2 separate regions of the Sus scrofa genome follow, and region 1 is linked to region 2. A link is a contact called in public HiChIP or PLAC-seq data. All regions are on one chromosome and are shown on one strand. The core of a region is the stretch at or near the end of the contact, and the rest is flanking DNA. Distances in the headings are between cores, read along the strand shown. Region 1 has its middle 78 kb from the start of SELENOP. Region 2 overlaps CCDC152 (coiled-coil domain-containing protein 152).

Region 1 (3,966 bases), core at 146-2,645, 140 kb after region 2:
ATCATGAGGCCATTATGTTATGAGACTGTGTTTCCTTCTATCAGATTTCTGTGAAATTTGAGATGAGGGCAGGAGTTTAAAATGTTTCAGTTGCATACAATTCATGAAGACCAGAGGGCAGGAGTCTTTTTTTAAGGAAGAGGGAGTTCCCTGGTGGCCTAGCAGTTAAGGATCTGACATTGTCACTGCTGTGGTACAGGTTTGATCCCTGGCCCAGGAATTCCACATGACTAGGTCAAGGCCAAAAAAATAATAGTAATAAAGGTACAAATTCTGGATTGTTCAAGGAAATTGATTAAATTATAAAGAACATATTTCACAAACTTTCTGAAAATAATAGATAAGTGTCTACTATGCATGGATAACTATTATTAACATTCAGATGCATGTCTTTTCAATCTTTTCTCCTTGCATGGTTTTGAGCTTGCTTTTAGGTTTTTGGTTTGTTGTATATTTGTCATCAGACTGAGTACACAGGTATATACCTTGCCTTTTTTTTTTTTCCCAACTGCGCATTGACAAGAGTCTTTTGTATTTCCAAAATCTCATCGTATCTGCTTGAAAAATCCATTAAGTGAATTATTAATAGTTTATTTCACCACTCCCCTATTGAGAACACCTGATTTTGTTTTTGCCACACCCACAGCATGCAGAAGTTCCTGGGCAGGGATTGAACCACAGCAGTGACAATGCCAGACCATTAACCTCTAGGTCAACAGGGAACTCCCAAGAACACGAGTTATTTTTAATTCTAGTATTATTCAATACCAGAAATTAAACTGGAAAGAAAATTTGCATGCAGAAAGCTAAGTCTTAAGAATATATTTACAGAAATCAGATGTTTTCACCAGCAATTTTCATTCTTTTCTGGCAAAGGGCATTAAGATCAGCATGTTTCTTGTATTCACCATTTACTTTTGAGAAACACATGATCATTCCCTTGAGTATCGTTCATACTCAGGGTTCATAAATCTGGGCCTTCACAAACTGGACTTACTACAGTGACATCTGGCATTTCAATTTGGGGTTAACAGATACACACTACTATTTATAAAATGCATCATCAACAAGGACTACTATATAGCACAGGGAATTCTACTCAATATTCTGTAATAACCCATATAGGCAAAGAATCTGAAAAAGAATAGAAATGTGTAACTGAATCACTTTGCTGTAAACCTGGCACTAACACACTGTAAATCAGATTCTAATAGAAAATAAAAAAATAAAAAATAAAATTCACTTAAAATTTTTTAAATAAATTTTTTTAAAAAAAATTCCCTGGAATGAGTTGTTTCACTACTATTAAGGTATAGTTGATTTACAATGTTGTGCCAGACTCCAGGAAAGTCTTAATACAGGCTGTCACCACTAGATGTCAGCAAAGCTCTAAAGCACTGCATGCAAATTCTAATGCAGTGGCTCCGTGTGTCTTATCAGCCACCAGGTGATGCCAGTGTTGGTGCTACAGAAAGCACAGGTGCAATGGCCCTGCTCTAAAAGCTGCTTCACACTGGAATGGCCCAGAAGGCTTTATGACCATGGCTGTGATGCCTATATCCTGGCCTCGGGAACAGTCTCCCTGGATGATTCTAACATACAGCCAAGGTTGAGAACCATAACTCTACTCACACTACAAGTCCAAAACATGCACATGACAGCTACAGCCTGATGAGCAAGACAAGACTCTAGACTGTCCTATCCTCCCCCAAATTTCATTTGAGAGGTGAAGACCTTAGGCCTAGAGATGCTAACACACTTCATCAAGATCACACTAAGGAGAGTTCCTGTTGTGGCACAGCAGATATGAACCTGACTAGTAAGTATCCAAAGGACACATGTTTGGTCCCTGGCTTCGCTCGGTGGGTTAAGGATCTGATGTTGCCATGAGCTATGGTATAGGTTGCAGACACGGCTTGAATCTGGCATTGCTGTGGCTGTGATGTAGACAAGCAGCTAAAGCTCTGATTCAACCCCTAGCCTAGGAACCTCCACATGCTGCGGGTGCAGCCCTAAAAAGCAAAATCACACCAAGGTCTTAGTTTAATACGATTTCCACTAAAACATAGCTGGGAAATTTTCTGCTCACCTGTATGCCTTAATCACATCTCCAGTGGGATTGTTATGGCTCATCACCTCAGCTGAGATCTGTCCAGGTTAATTCTCTTATGCGATGGGGAGACAGAGGGTGTGCTGGAGATTCTTCTTCCTTCACAAACAGGCCAGAGAAGGTAAAGAGAATAGCCCCAGTAGGTTCTCCCTCATTATCCCCATCTTGAGAAGCACGTGGATATGCCCTTTGCCCTCACACTCTCACCCAGAACACAGCCCCACTGCCCGTAAAAGTCCATAGACCTCAAAACCACACATCAGCTGCTCAGAGTCAGTTTCACCAATAACCAGGGGGAATAACACATGAGAAGCTACTGAAGGCTGAATTGGGGGGCCACCCAATGAGAAGGTCACAGTGAAATTTCAGGACAGAAACGCAAATCTGAAGGTCAGCCTAGCATGCCCAGCAGTACTGTTTGTGCAGCCCCAGCCAGTGGGTCCCACTGCTTCTCCCCAAGCTAAGGCCTCAGACACGCCTCCTGGAGTGCCCCTGCAGGGATCAAGCTCTGTCCTCCAAGCCTTCTTATATGTGCCCTTAAAACTGAACACTGATGGAGTTCCCTCATGGCCTAGCAAGTTAAAGATCCAGCACTGTGATTGCAGTGATACAAGGTTAGATCTCTGGCCCCAGGGTATCATGGGTGTAGCCAAAGGGGGAAAAAAAAAAACTCTGAAAACCATGCTGAAAACTCAGAAGCATGCTGCAATCTAATTACAAGCAAGCTAAGATGCCACCTTAGGCCCTTCATCCCCCCTCCAAGTGCTGCTTCATTTCTCAGCTCCCCTTTATAGCAAAACTTTTTTTTTTTCTTTTTTGTCTCTGTCTTTTCTACAGCTGTACCCGCAGCATATGGAGGTTCCTAGGCTAGGGGTCTAATTGGAGCTGTAGCCACCAGCCTATGCCAGAGCCACAGCAACACCAGATCAGAGCCACAATCTGTGACCTACACCACAGCTCATGGCAGCGCCAGATCCTTAACCCACTGGGTGAGGCCAGGGATCAAACCCACAACCTCATGGTTCCTAGTCAGATTTGTTAACCACTGAGCCATGATGGGAACTCCCCTATAGTAAAACTTCTAAATAGAACTGTCTAGACGCTCCCATGGGCAGCACACAGACTTAAATTAGAACGATACAGAGATTAGCATGACCCCAGCATGGGGATAACATTTGTGAAGTATTCCATATTTTTTAAGAAAAGGAAAGTACATACATGTATGACTGGGTCACTTTGCTGTACAGCAGAAATTGGCACATTATAGATCACCTACACTTTAAATTTAGAAAGAAAAAAAACATGAAATCTTCCGGAAAAAAAGAATTATTTATACTTATATCTTCATTTCCTTACTTCTCATTGTGGTTTCAATTCACACCGATCAAGTGCTCACCCCTACATGCCCCTGAACTTGATTTTGTCCAGACACCAGTGGTCTCCATCATCACTGAAGTATTACTGAAGCAATCAACCCCCTTCCTTGAAAACTCTCCAGAGATCACTGCAAGTCTCTTCCCCATCTCTATGGATGACCCTTCCTCCTCCTCCCAACATCTCAGGGCTCAGTCTTCAACTCTCTCATGTATCTACTTTTCTCCCTAAGGATGATCTTACTCAAATCCAGGCCTTTAAATACATCTAGACACTTAAGAATCTCAACTCCACATCTTGATCCCTGACCTGTCCCCTCAATTCCCATCATCTTTAGCCATCTATGCTTGGTGAACCCCTCACCCTCGTCAGCCCTCCCTCCAGCCTTCCTCGTTCTTGTAAATATTCACCTGGTTTATCAGACTCAAAACACAGGACACTTTTTCTGGAGTTCCCACTGTGGTGCAATGGGATTGGCAGTG
Region 2 (3,852 bases), core at 195-2,694:
ATACATAATTGTATTTAGTATTCCCAACTGCTTTATGAAATAAATGTTAACGCACACATTGATAGCTAATAGTAGAGCCTAAGTTTGACCTCAAAATACTTACTAAATTATATCATGTAAGCAGTAGCTTAATATTTTGAGCTCTAGTTTTTAAAGTTGAATAGGATAGTTTTCTTCAAATTGCATTGTGAAGTCCAACAGAAATGATAATGTAGGTAAAGACTTGCAAAGAGATTTAAAAGCTATTACTCTAAAATAGTGAATGGTATTCTACCAGATGGAGAATTCCTTATTTTGAACACTTTGCTTTGTTTAAAAAAAAAAAAAAAAAAAAAAATGTGTTGAGAGAGCCACCTTGTGTTCTAAATTTGAAAATACACATTTTTGAAACATTCAGTATACTTTCATTTTCAGGGCTCTGTTTTCAATTCGCTGATTACCGAGGTACCATATTTCATGAATGCTGGATTCACACTTTCAAAGGGACAAAGACAAGTGATAGCAGTGTCTATGTCTCCACTTTTAATTGTAGCAGCTAATACAGTGACATACATAAAGTAGGCAATGTCAAGTTGTCATTTAACCATCATTCTATTCCTAGGAAACAGCAAAAGGGAAGAAAAAAGAAAAAAAAAAGGAGGATAGTAGGAACTTTGAGTTGGTGGCAGGGAAGGTTGAGGGGAAGTGTGGAGGAGTAGAATCTTAAACTTGCATAAAGCTTTTTAACTTCTGAAAACTACTTTCATTTCTATTAGTGCAATTGAAAAAAATACATGGAGACTGAGTTCAGGACCTCTAACTGAAAGGCGAAGCTTTGTAGTCACCCCTCGCAGTACTGGCTCTTTCATTCAGTCAATATGTTAAAATACTGTTGAACACTTATGACATAGTCACCATGTTAGATGTAGGGAATATCAAAATAAATATGTCTTTACCTGAAGGTGTTCACTATCTAGTGGGAGAAATCATAAATAACTAAAATGTATTATAAACAATGGAGAAAAGCGATGTATACAAATTTTTATGGAACACAGAGGACAGAAATAGTAACAATAACAATGCTAAATATTTGTGAGTAAATTTTAAAAGTATTTTTTTTGGTTGTCAGAACAATCTGATACATGAGAATAGTAGCTTACCCAGCGTGTCATAGCTACCAAGTAAAGAAGAGAAAACTCTAATCCAATTCCTCTGATTCCAAATTTCATAGTTCTTCAACATATACTGCAATTCCTGAGAAAGTATTGAATTGAGAGCACAGGACTTGAAATGCAGAAAACCTATATTCAAACCTAGACCTTCCATATAGTGTGGAATCTGGTCAAGTAACCAGACCTCTAGAGTGACTTCCTCCCTTTGAAAATCAGGATAATGATACCAACTTCTCAGTATTAGTTTGAATACTAATTGAGGTATTTTTTTTTCTTGTTATGGCCACACTTGTGGCATATGGAAGTTCCCGAGGAAGTGTCCAGGCCAAAGGTCAAATCAGAGTGGCAGCTGAGGCCTACACCACAGCCACAGCAACATGGGATCCAAGCCGCATCTGCCACCTACGCCACAGCTTGGGGCAACGCCAGATCCTCAACCCACTGAGGATCAAACCCGCATCCTCACAGCAGCAATGTCATGTCCTTAACCTACTGAGCCACAACAGGAATTCCTAATGGGAGTAACATTTATAACATGCTTGGTGTAATGCCTGGCAATGTAAACATTCAATAATAGTACATTATTGTACCTAGATGACTTTTTATTTTTAGATACAAATGCAGTATTTAACCATCCAAAATAGATGCCCAACTAGAATGGAAACTAGTCAGTATTTCTCACTAATGCATAATAGCTGAATATCAGCCGTGGGCCTCTAAAACTGAAAGAAAGAGAGTAAGTTTCAATGTTTATTAGCTATTAAGCCAAGCACATAAAAGTGAAATTGTTTAATCTTTCTTTTTTAAAACATTAAGTTACTCTTTCATGAAGTTTTCATCCTTATATATTTAGCTGTTATAATTGTAAACTTAAACTAGCATGACTTTTATTTCTTATAAGATGTGATAGCAGTAACTATCAGAGTCTTTCTCTGACTCTGTTCTTGCCCTCTTTCCAGGGCCTCCATCTACTCAAATTACTCTGAAGAAATGCTCCTGTGCTGGTCTTGGTGGCAGCAAAGTAGTTAAACTCATAGACCTTAGTGCTGGACTGCTAAGGTTCTTTTTTTTTTTTTTTTTTTTTTTTTTTGTCTTTTTGTCTTTTCTAGGGCCACTCCCGCGGCATATGGAGGGTCCCAGGCTAGGGGTCCAATTGGAGCTGTAGACGCCAGGCTACGCCAGAGCCACAGCAACGCAGGATCTGAGCCATATCTGTGACCTACACCACAGCTCACGGCAATGCCAGATCCTTAACCCACTGAGCAAGGGCAGGGATTGAACCCACAACCTCATGGTTCCTAGTCGGATTCGTTAACCGCTGGGCCACAACAGGAACTCCTAAGGTTCATATTGTACTCCTACCACTTACCACTCATAAGTGTGAATTTGGATAGTTTACTTTACATTTGTATATTGATTCCCTCATATGTAGAATGAGGCACATACTAGGACCAATGTCATAGGGTTAAGGTGGTTAAATGATTTAATATTTGCAAAGCACTTAGAATAAAAATATGTTATTTTCACACCCCAGTTTGTCCATTTATTCTTTTCTTCCTATGATATTGCCAGTCATCAGTCAACCACTCAACAAATATTTATGGAATGCTATTAGGACCACAATTGTTCTAAATCCTAGGAAGAAAAGGCAAACAAAACAGAAAATAGCCCCTGCTATCCTGGAGCTTACAGCCAAGGGGACTGCTCGAAGTTATAGATGTTTCCAGTACTCTTGCTACCCATCAAATGTTTAGCCATTGCTTGTGATAACCAAGGGTATATCAAACGCTAATATGCACATGTCAGGACACTAATGTTTGCAAAGAAGGCTCCATCTCCCGTCATACAAGAAGTCACTGGCACCAAAGTCGCTGATGCTTGTAATTCAACACAGTGAGATTTTACTTCTTTTACTGCTACTCCCTTGACCTAAGACTCGGACAAGAGGACAGGTTGGAGGACAGTGAGGAAGAAAAGCATTATGTTCTCCCAAATTACACTTTCTCACCAACTCTGGCTGTCTTCGAAGAGAACTTAATGTACCTTGACTCACTTTCCTTGAGATGTTCTTTTATGGAAAATTCACTTGGACACATGCTTCATATTTCTCCAAACATGTCCAAATAGGTCTTACTTCTAGTGTAGATGTTGCTAAGGCACATGAGGGGAATCCTTACCACCCTGGATTTATTGTGCCTCAGAAAATTCATTACTAAATCCTGGAATGCATTTGACTTTAAGAGTGTTTAAAGAGTGATTTTAAAGTATTTATTATATCATTTATTTTGAGATACCTGGTTGCTTTGTCTCATAATTTAAAATTAAATATTATTTTATGTTAACTATTTCAATTTTGAGAGACTAATCCCGAAGTGAAAGCAAATAATATTAAAATAAATTTATCTTTTATGTTTTAGAATGTGCTACTCTTCATGATATGATAAAAGGGCTGCAACAGACTGTTGAATATCATCATAATTTGAAAGGTAAGCTGGAAAAAAATAAAATCTAAAAAAAAAATCATATATTTGAGCACCTTTAAGAATAGAGTTTTTAGGAGTTCCCATCGTGGCTCAGTGGTTAGTGAATCTGACTAGGAACCGCGAGGTGGAGGGTTCGATCCCTGGCCTTGCTCAGTGGGTTAAAGATCCGGCATTGCCGTGAGCTGTGGTGTAGGTCGCAGACATGGCTCAGATCCCAT

What was found. HiChIP or PLAC-seq counts read pairs in DNA pulled down with a chosen protein or histone mark.
Region 1: an H3K27ac HiChIP or PLAC-seq map of alveolar macrophages shows a contact between it and region 2. The contact joins two enhancer-like sites. A contact is called at or near these places in 1 of 47 Hi-C or Micro-C datasets (subcutaneous adipose tissue) and 1 of 2 datasets of contacts at active chromatin or transcription factors (alveolar macrophages).

What each region holds. Positions count from the first base shown.
Region 1 is chr16:27,623,541-27,627,506 of Sscrofa11.1, forward strand. It overlaps the pseudogene LOC106506477. Among named protein-coding and RNA genes, the nearest start is that of SELENOP, 78 kb to the left of the region's middle. Within about 2 kb of position 1,396, at least 9 of the 83 cell types and tissues checked have an H3K27ac peak or open chromatin away from gene starts, as enhancers often do. A contact at or near this core is called in alveolar macrophages, where this site is marked.
Region 2 is chr16:27,483,172-27,487,023 of Sscrofa11.1, forward strand. CCDC152 (coiled-coil domain-containing protein 152) reads left to right here. Exons shown (of 8, transcript XM_021076773.1): 3 at 3,569-3,637. Among named protein-coding and RNA genes, the nearest start is that of CCDC152, 10 kb to the left of the region's middle. Within about 2 kb of position 1,445, at least 18 of the 83 cell types and tissues checked have an H3K27ac peak or open chromatin away from gene starts, as enhancers often do. A contact at or near this core is called in alveolar macrophages, where this site is marked.